Linked DNA regions of Mus musculus: region 1 is linked to region 2. The links are chromatin contacts, called in public HiChIP or PLAC-seq maps. All regions are on one chromosome and are shown on one strand. The core of a region is the stretch at or near the end of the contact, and the rest is flanking DNA. Distances in the headings are between cores, read along the strand shown. Region 1 overlaps Morc2a (microrchidia 2A). Region 2 overlaps Limk2 (LIM motif-containing protein kinase 2).

Evidence for each region. HiChIP or PLAC-seq counts read pairs in DNA pulled down with a chosen protein or histone mark.
Region 1: a contact with region 2 is called in a FOXA1 HiChIP or PLAC-seq map of pancreatic cancer cells. The contact joins two enhancer-like sites. A contact is called at or near these places in 3 of 115 datasets of contacts at active chromatin or transcription factors (astrocytes, embryonic stem cells and pancreatic cancer cells) and 2 of 9 other capture datasets (adipose tissue and embryonic stem cells).

Annotation. Positions count from the first base shown.
Region 1 is chr11:3,682,473-3,687,504 of GRCm38.p6, forward strand. Morc2a (microrchidia 2A) reads left to right here. Exons shown (of 27, transcript NM_001159288.2): 19 at 1,073-1,144; 20 at 1,227-1,604; 21 at 2,142-2,273; 22 at 2,366-2,420; 23 at 2,913-3,054; 24 at 3,186-3,410; 25 at 3,504-3,597. Among named protein-coding and RNA genes, the nearest start is that of Morc2a, 36 kb to the left of the region's middle. Within about 2 kb of position 1,954, at least 20 of the 459 cell types and tissues checked have an H3K27ac peak or open chromatin away from gene starts, as enhancers often do. A contact at or near this core is called in pancreatic cancer cells, where this site is marked.
Region 2 is chr11:3,384,882-3,389,819 of GRCm38.p6, forward strand. The region is part of intron 2 of Limk2 (LIM motif-containing protein kinase 2); the gene reads right to left. Among named protein-coding and RNA genes, the nearest start is that of Gm51879, 13 kb to the right of the region's middle. Within about 2 kb of position 2,375, at least 81 of the 459 cell types and tissues checked have an H3K27ac peak or open chromatin away from gene starts, as enhancers often do. A contact at or near this core is called in pancreatic cancer cells, where this site is marked.

The DNA.
Region 1 (5,032 bases), core at 704-3,203, 300 kb after region 2:
ATTTGTAAGATTGGAAAAGAATTTGCAAAATATTAAGGCTTTTTAAAAGATTTCTCTCAAGCCAAGTATGATGGCGTACTCATTTAATCCCAGTACTTGGGAGGCAGGCAGATCTTTGAGTTTGAGGACAGCCAGGGCTACACAGAAAAACCGTCTTGAGAAAACAAATAAACAAACAACCAAACAAGGAAAATCTTAAGCTGCCTTGCAGAAGATGCATTATTTTGTATTATTTTACACTTTTTAACCAGTGTTTAGAAAAGTAAGCAAAAATTAATTCTAATATTTGTTTTTGGTTTTTCAAGACAGGGTTTCTCTGTGTAATAGCCTTGACTGTCTAGGAACTTTGTAGACTAGGCTGGCCTCTAACTCACAGAGAGTTACCTGTCTCTGCTTCCTAAATGCTGGGATTAAAGGCCTGTATCACCACATGGCTAATTTTTATTTTTAAGGTTGATCAAATTTTCATGTGTACTTAATATTTTCAGTGTTTCATGATTTCAGTTTTTTTATTATTTTAAAATCATGTGTGTGTGCTCATGTGCACATGCATAAGGAATTGGAGTGCAGGTACTTGTTTATTCCAGAAGGCATCAGATCCTTGTTCCGAGTGATGGGACCTGAACTCTGGTGGTGCCCTACAAGACTAATCTACACTCTTAACCATGAGCCATCTCTACAGCCCCCAATTTTATATTTGTTACAAAAGCATTTTTATTTCTTCTCTGTCTGTACAGTGCTCTATACTTACAAACTGGAAATGTCTTAAGTGTGTTGATCCCATCCAGTTTTCTGGCCTTATGACAACTTTTCTTTACCAGAACTTTCCCACCTTTTTGGTCTCTTTTTTTTTTTTTTTTTTTAGAAAATTTAATGACTTTCCCCAGTGTCTCAGTTGATGAATCAGTCAATCACATAGGTACCCTTTTTGTGTCTGTGTATTGCCTTTCTAGTGATAATAAAAAGCTTTCAGAAATAGAACTGATCACTGTCCCAGGCACATAGTGAGGATCCAAAGAGATAGTTTATTATACCAAGATATACAATTTCATTGTTATATTTGTTTTTGCAGAAAACCACGCCCATCCGCTCACAAGCTGACCTGAAGAAATTGCCCTTAGAAGTGACTACAAGACCTATTGAAGTAAAGCCCAGGAACATAAGGGAGGCGGGTCTCTTCTGGTGTCTAAGCTCGGTTCAGTGTTCTGTCTGTGGGCTCTTTTTAGGAACCTGTACGGAGACCTCAGCGTCCTCGGTCACCTCCTTTACCTGCGGTGATCAAGAATGCTCCTAGCAGACCCCCTTCTATTCAGACTCCCAGACCAAGTACCCAGCTCCGAAAGACGTCTGTTATCAGCCTTCCAAAACCACCCACTACAGCAGCCCGAGGAGAAACTAGTACTTCTAGGCTACTCCAGCCAACTGAGGCACCTCGAAAGCCTGCAAACCCTCCCATCAAGACTGTACCCCGACCCACCCCTCCTGTGCACACACCCCCACTATCTTTAATCCCCAGTTCCAAGAGCCTTCGGGAGGTCCCTGCTCAAAAAGCCATCAAAACTCCAGTGGTCAAGAAGCCAGAGCCACCTGTCAAACAGTCCGTGGTGAGATGCTTTCCCTCCTCCATGCTCCAGCTTATTAGCAGTGCTGTAGGAAAAAAGGTTATACCAGGGAATCCAGGATCACTGAATCTTTTCTAAAGCTTCTCTGATGCCCTGAAGAAAAAGTCTCCATAGCTGAAGAGACTTGCTCAGAACTAACACACATAGCAAGTTTTTTTATCTAGGGAGCTTTTCATTTTCACTCAGCACAGCCAACCTTGGTCTGCTGCAAACTTGAGTTGGCTTCTCATGGTGTGGGCATAGTTTGTTAACTTGATGACATATAGCTTTGGTATGTTATGGTAGTAGTCATTGTGTGTCAAGGAGGTCTCAGCTGGCTGGCAGGCAGGTTAAGCAGGGAAGAAACTGAGAAACCTGGGCCAGTTGTGGTCAGACCAGGAGGTTGCATATGTATGTACTGAGTAATTCCAAGTGGGAATTGACATAGCTCCTCTGAGTAGTTCCTTTAAGCTACATAAAGTCTTCCTGCATCTTGGGAAGTGAACATGGTCAGTTCATGCTTCTACTCTTCTGCTCTAGGCAACCTCAGGTCGGAAGCGGAGTCTTGCAGTCTCAGATGAGGAAGAGGCTGAAGAAGAAGCTGAGAAGAGGAGAGAGAGATGCAAGCGGGGCAAACTTGCTGTGAAGGAGGAAAAGAAGGAAGCAAATGAGGTGGTTAGTCGCATGAAGTTCCCAGGGATTGCCTCCCTGGGGCCGGGGCCGGGGCCATTAAAGAAGCTTCTAATAGACTGTTTTCCTTGCAGCTCTCAGACAGTGCTGGGGAAGATCACCCAGCTGAACTCAGGAAGGCTCAGAAAGGCAAGTCTGGGGAGACCCCTGTCATGCTGTGCTGGAGATGGAAATAGAACCTTTCCCTGTCAACAGCTTCCTCCTGAAAGTCAGCAGCTTCCTGGCTTGGGCTCTCTCCCATAGTTGGTCCAGCTGTCCCTTCACAGTCTTTGTTTGTTTGTTTGATTTGTAGTCCTAGAGGGTTTTGAGCAGATATTTATATTGTTCAGTTTGGCCTTGAACTTATAATCCTCTGGATCAGTGTCCAAGTGCTGGGATTAAAGGCATGTGTCACCATGCCTGGCTTGCTTTTATATTTTTATGTTTTTGTTCTTTTTAATACTAACTCTTTGGTGTTTGCCCTTGGCAAGTCATTCATCCTGTGCCTTGGCCCCATGCCAGATGGAAGAGGCAGCATTGCTAGGCCTAGGTGGATACCTAGGGATCCACCTGTGCACTGCCTTTTACAGATACAGCCTGGCTGAGGTGAGGGCACTAATACAGTTCTCATCTGATTCTCAGATAAAGGACTTCATGTAGAGGTCCGTGTGAACCGTGAGTGGTACACAGGCCGAGTCACAGCTGTGGAGGTGGGCAAGAATGCGGTTCGATGGAAAGTGAAGTTTGACTATGTGCCCACAGATACAACACCAAGAGACCGCTGGTAATGCCCTCTTCTGGGAGAACAGAATAGCAGAAGTCAGCTAGGGCAAAGAGAGGAGGTACCCCCGTGTTCCCTCCTAGCAGCCTATTAGGATCCTAGGACAGATACTATAAGCTCTGTGTCCCCCGTAGGGTGGAGAAAGGCAGTGAAGATGTACGATTGATGAAGCCACCTTCCCCAGAGCATCAGAGCCCTGACACACAGCAAGAAGGTGGAGAGGAGGAGGAGGCTATGGTGGCCCGGCAGGCTGTGGCCTTGCCTGAGCCTTCCACCTCTGATGGTCTTCCCATTGAGCCTGATACCACTGCCACCAGTCCCAGCCATGAGACTATTGATCTCCTGGTCCAGATTCTTCGGTTTGTGTTTCTTTATCCTTTTCCTTAAGGCTGACACTAATTCTTTACTCTTCCCATGCTATTCTGAGTTCCAACCCCTCTCTTCCTGCTTAGAAATTGCTTGCGGTATTTCTTACCTCCAAGTTTCCCCATCTCCAAGAAGGAGCTGAGTGTTATGAATTCAGAAGAACTAATATCTTTTCCTCTGGTGAGTCTGACCCAATTTTTGCTTTTTACACCTAAGTGCCTGTACATGCTTATTATCGCTGTCTCATCAACTTCCCTTCTCTCTGAGAGACGATCTGAGTCGATAGGACTGATGTTCAAAAAGGACAGACAGCTTGAGACTCCTTTACAAGTGCACCCCTCCCCTCCCCACTTCTTTCTCAGACCTGTCCTAGGTAACATTGATGAGATTAGACTCTCTCTACCTAAAAACATGAGACTTGGAGAGAGGTAAAGAGAGATTAACGGCATGTAGAGATGAGCATGAGAGCCCGGGTAGCTCAGTGGACTTTCTGTATCCACCATCTTAAAGTTTGCTAGAGGTGGAGTTGCTGCTTCTGGGTAGCTGGCCATAAGGCTGAGAGAAATGTTGCTGAGAGGCAGTGCCCAGAGAGTCTTGGCAGCTTGGGTAGAGAAGGAAAACCCTTATCTAAAAACCTAACCAAACAATCAAACAACTCCACTAGGGCTTCAAGTGCAGGGGACTCTGAAGTGGGGCAGGAGGCTTTTGTGAGCACAATAGGCTGGAAAGGGTTGGGGAAAATGATACATCTTGAACCTCATTTTTATGTAGGAAATGGAGCTGAAGGAATTGTTGATCTGAACTATGCTGAGGGCCAGATAGTAAATAACAGGTTTGTAGGCTGTCTAGTATCTGCTAACTACGAAGTTCTGTAATTACAGCATGAAAGTAGCCAGAGGCAGTCTATCAAGCAATAGCTTTATTTACAGAAACATGCAATAAGCTGATTGTGTCTGCTGACCTTGCTGTTACAGGGGCACAAGACCCACCACATTCTTGTTACACAGTAAGCCCAGCCTAGGCTTTGGCTTTTACTCTTGTTTAGACCAGGCTTTCCAGAGGTTCTAGGAGAAGACCTCTTCTTACAGTTTGATTTGTTACCTTTGGCATCAAATCGTGAAATTCAAAGCAAAAGCCAAGGCACAGCAGAACCTCAGCAGCAGGCACTGTTACTCAGCCCAAAACAGTCAGTCTTGTGACTGTCCAAGTCTAAAAATAATATCTAGCTTGTTTTTGCAAAAGTGCTAACCAGGGGGCTGGAGAAATAAGCTCAGTGGTTAAAAGCACTGACTGCTCTTTTGAGTTCAAATCCCAGCAACCACATGGTAGCGCACAACCATCCCTAATGAGATCTGATGCTCTCTTCTGGTGTGGCTGAAGACAGCTACAGTGTACTTAGATATAATAATAAATAAATCTTTTAAAAACGTGCTAGCCAGTACTAGGTCACAACTTTATCTTCTAGTTGCGATTGCTAAAACCAATTTTCAAATGTTAATTTTTGTCCTTATTGGTGTGTAAATGGTAGTATTTTCACAATTAAAAGCTTAATATAATTGCCTTCAAGATACTCATTTGACTTAAAATTTATTTTGTGCAACCAAGGTATTTTTTT
Region 2 (4,938 bases), core at 1,125-3,624:
AGGTGGAAGAGGAGGAGGAGGAGGAGGGAAATATAAATAAACAGACCAAAACTGACAGGCTGGGCTATAAAGCATGAGGCACCAAGGACACTTGTGACACAGGCAGATGTGGGATGGTGATGTCTGTCATTCTGGAAGTCTGGTTAAAGTGGGTGAGGAGCCAGTTTAAGGGAGACCATTGCAAGTCCCAATTGAGTCTAATGTATCTAGAAGATATCTGAATGACATACTAAAGTGGGCCATGGCAGTGTTTGCCTGTGAGTTCCAGCTGCTTAGGAGGCTGAGGCACAATGATTACTTGAAAACAATCTGGGCAATACTGTGAGACTCCATTTGAAAATATAAGAACGACAAAAGGGATGTGTTAGGTAGTTGGCAGGACATGCTGGGTTAGAGCTCAGAGGGGCGCTGGGGCAGGAGGCCCTCACTTCAGGGTCTGTGTGTCGTGGACAGCAGGAATCAGAGTGTTCAGGGAGAGGAGTGCACCACAGGGCCTCACCACAGGCCTGGGAGAAAAAGAAACCTGCAATGACCAAAGAGGCTGGAGGGAAACAAGAGCGTGTGTGGATGTCATAGAAGCCAAGAAGCCAAAAGTGACAAAGCCGGACGTGATGGTTTAGGCCGACAATCCTGGCACAGGAAGCTGAAGATTGTGGATGAGGTTGTGAGGAACTTTGCATGTACAACCGATTTTAACCTGCAGAGCTCTCCTTGGTGGGGATTAGCCCCTGTGATGGTTTGTATATTCTTGGACCAGGGAGTGGCACTATTTGAAGGTGTGGCCTTGTTGGAATAGGTGTGACCTGGTTAGAATGGGTGTGTCACTGTGGGTGTGGGCATAAGATCCTCACCCTAGTTGCCTGGAAGTCAGTCTTCCACTAGCAGCCTTTGAATGAAGACATAGAACTCTCAGCTCCTCCTGTGCCATGCCTGCCTGGATGCTGCCATGCTCCCACCTTGATGATACTGGGCTGAACCTCTGAACCTGTAAGCCAGCCCCAATTAAATGTTGTTTTTTTATAAGACTTGCCTTGGTCATAGTGTCTGTTCACAGCAGTAAAACCCTAACTAAGACAGCCCTTTGCATAAAGCAGGAAGCTGTGATTTAAGTCCCTTCAGCTGGACTCCAACAGTTGTCCAGGAACACTAATTCACTTTTCTGTGCCAATACCATAACCATATCCTCTATCCTCCACTACCACCACGACCACTGCCACCACTAACTAAGTAGCCCGCAACCTAAATGCCCAGGCTCAGAACTATTGCAGAGTTTTCAATTTCGTGGAATATGAACATAATCTTATAGGCTTATAGTTCATTTATGCTTCATGCTACCCTGCTACATTCAGCCTAAAGGTAACCTTATGCAATATTTTTGGTGTAGCCATCATATGAGGTTGTGTGCATGAGGCTCATGCTAGCACTCAGAGGCAGGCGAGTTAGATTCTGGATTGGAGACACACAGCCACTTGTACCCACACACTTGTACCCACATGGCCCACTTGGGAGGCCACGCAGGATGAAGGCTAGAGGAGCCTGTGAACAGACTGATCAACCAGGCTGTCCTCTCTGCTACATCATTAAGAGCACGTATCACAGGAGCCAGAATGAATGGAGGTCAGACTGCAGTGCAGAGTCAGGGATGTTGGGTTCTGCTGTCCCTGGCTTTCTGGGTCAGTTATGGAACTGGGCTAGAACGTTACCTCTGCATCCCCAGTAGGGCCTAATCTCAGCGCCTTCACCAGCAGAGGACTCATGGAGTCAAGCAGTGACACTGGATATGAGAAGCAAGCACTGTGCCTCTGCACTATACCCACTGTGGAATTTTCAGAGTGCTTTTTTATTATTTTTATTTTTGGAAATGGGTCTCACTACATATACCTGACTGGACTGGATATGTAGATCACGCTGGCTTCTGCCCCCTGAATGCCAGGATTAAAGGCATGTGCCACCCCCACGATCTCTTCATTCAGTCATCCTTAGTTACCTAGAAAGTTCGAGGTATGCTGCGTCTGGTGTTGCGTACCTTTAATCTCAGCACTCTAGTGGCAGAGGAAGACCAATCTGTGAGCTCAAAGATAGCTGCCCCGCCCCCTCCCTCCACCTCTTCCCTTCTGCCTGCCTAAAGTCTACAAGCAAAGCAAAGTGCAAGGTTAAAGCACACTGAGGTCACATGCTGCCACATCCCAGAGTTTCCAACGGGAAGAGGTGTCTGTCCTTCCTCTCTGTCAGGCAGGCCCCAGTCAGCATTCAACAGCCAGCTTCAGTGGCTCGCCTGTTTGTGGTTTCCTCAGAGATAAACTGGATAAACAATCTTTTTCCTGAGACATCACAGGCAGTTCAGGCCTGGGCCAGCACCAGCAGTGACCAGCAGAGGGCAGAGTGGCTCCACAGCCTGCCAGCAGGAACCTAAGGCATGGAGTTGACAGCGCTCTTGCACTGGGGATGGCAAGAAGACTTCAAGGTTATCTGACACTAGCAAGTGCATGGCTCACGTTGCAGAAGCAGAAATGGGGTTAAATGACACGCCCATAATACAGGACAGCATGCCAAGACTCACAACCACAGGAGCCTGGGTTCAGATTTAGCTGGCTCTGCAATGTTAGTAGGTAACTCTCACTTCTCTAGCTTTATTGTTATTTACATCTGTGTGTCTGTTTATTTTGAAGCAGGGTCTCTCGCTTGGCAGCCATAAATCCATGATCCCACTGCCTTGGTGCTCAGACTACAGGCAGAAGCACCATACCTGGCTTGGTTCTGGCATGTGCTTTTGAGACAAGGTCTTACTGTATAGCCTAGGCTGGCCTCAGGTTCACATCACCCTGATGCAGCCTCTCAAAGTGTTAAATTACAGGTGCCTATGAAAAATCCTGGATGCTTATTTTGAAGTAGGTAAAACAAGTAACTCATTTACTGAGTTATCTTCAAGAGTAAATAAGCGACTGCTTGTAAAACAGTAAGGACCGTATCTGGCATGTTTGTAGTTCCCAGAACTGTAACTAGGATACCACACCTAGATGGGAACAATTAATATGGCTTGGCACTTCCGAGGTACCCGTTGCCAGTAGATTGTTATCCTACAGCTTCTGATTCTCTGTTTGCTGCACCCTGCTGGACTCACAAATGGAGCAGACACAGTGTGCGCCTGATGGGACCATCTTCCACTGGCATTTGCCTTACCCCAGAGGACAGACACTGACAAAGGCTTCTTATAAGATACAGCTCAGTCTGTGCTTATCACCCTGAGAAAGGAGGCCAGACAGTCACCAGTGCCCTAGAGGTGGTAGGTTCCCTTTGTTAAGGGAGCTAGGGGCCAGATCCCACAATAGCAGTTCCCTTCAGGGCTGTGGAAGACTGACAGGCAGTTTCTCCTTCTTCTAGGACCCCCGCTTAAAAGGCTAAACTTCCCCATAAAAGGCAACCACTAGCTGGAAAGAGCACTGACTGCTCTTCCAGAGGTCCTGAGTTCAATTCCCAGCACCCACATGGTGGCTTATAACCATCTGCAATGGGATCCAATGCCCTCTTCTGGTGTGTCTGAAGACTGCATACACACACACACACACACACACACACACACACACACACATATATATATAAAATAAGTAAATCTTTAAAAAAGGAGGAGGAGAAGGAGGGGAAGAGGAGAAAGAGGAGGAGGGGGAGGAGGAGGAAGCAGAAGTAGCAGCCACTGGGAAACAAGAAGTCAGGTTGTGGTGATACATCCTGACAACCAGCTACTCCAGAGGCTTACACAGCAGGGTCTCAAACTTGAGATTAGCCTGAGAAGCGCATAGCTTGGACAACTTGGTCTCAAGATAGAATTCTATAAGGACCAGAGTCTCAGCTCAGTGGTAGAACAAACACCTTGCCCAGTATGTGAGGCCCTGGGTCCAATCCCCAACAATGTAAACAACAAAATCCTCGAGAGGCTAGATGAGGTTAGGATATGCACATCTGTAGTCCCAAAGCTAAGGATACTGGAAGGATTCTGAGGCTAGCCTGAGTTACACTGCAAAACTCTACCTCAAAATTTTAAAAGGACTAGAGTGTAGCTCAGTTGGCAGAATGCTTGCATTCTATGCAGCAAAACTCTTGCTCAATCAGCACAGCATAAGCTAGGCCTGGTGGCACACACCTATAGTCCCAGCACTCATGTAAGGGGAGGCAAAGAGGATCAGAAAAGTTCAGGCTCGTCCTCAGCTACATGCACAAGTTCAAAGCCAGCTGGGATATGAGAAGGTATTAAAAAGAAGGGAAGAGGGCTGGAGAGATGGCTCAGTGAGTAAGAGCACTGATTGCTCTTCCAGAGGTCCTGAGTTCAATTCCCAGCAACCAAATGGTGGCTCACAACCACCTGTAATGGGATCTGATGCCCTCTTCTGGTGTGTCTGAAGACAGCTACAGTGTACTCACATACGTTAAATAAATAAATCTTATATTAAAAATAAAAAAAAAAAAAGAAGAAGGGGAGGGAAAAAAAAGAAGGGGAGGGAAGGGGAACAAGACAGACAGATGGGACAGTAGGGCCACCATTCACAGTTCCACAGGCTAACTTCAGCTGTGTTGAACATGTGCTCTGTCTGATTCCACTCTTGACCCCAGGAGGGGCCTAGGCCAGGAGCTTCAGAGAACAGCTCCAGATTTAGATTCAATTTAGATGAAAAGAAAAGCAGGCCAAAGCCAGGCAGTGGTGTCGCACGCCTTTAGTTCTAGCACTTGGGAAGCAGAGGCAGTCAGATCTCTGAATTCGAGGCCAGCCTGGTCTACAAAGTGAGTCTAGGACAGCCAGGGCTTGTTACACTGAGAAACTCTGTCTTGAAAGAAAAAAGAAAAAAGAAAAAAAGGAAAAAAGGAAAGAGAGAAAGAAAGGAAGGAAGGAAGGAAGGAAGGAAGGAAGGAAGGAAGGAAGGAAGGGAAAAAAAAGAAATTAAAAAA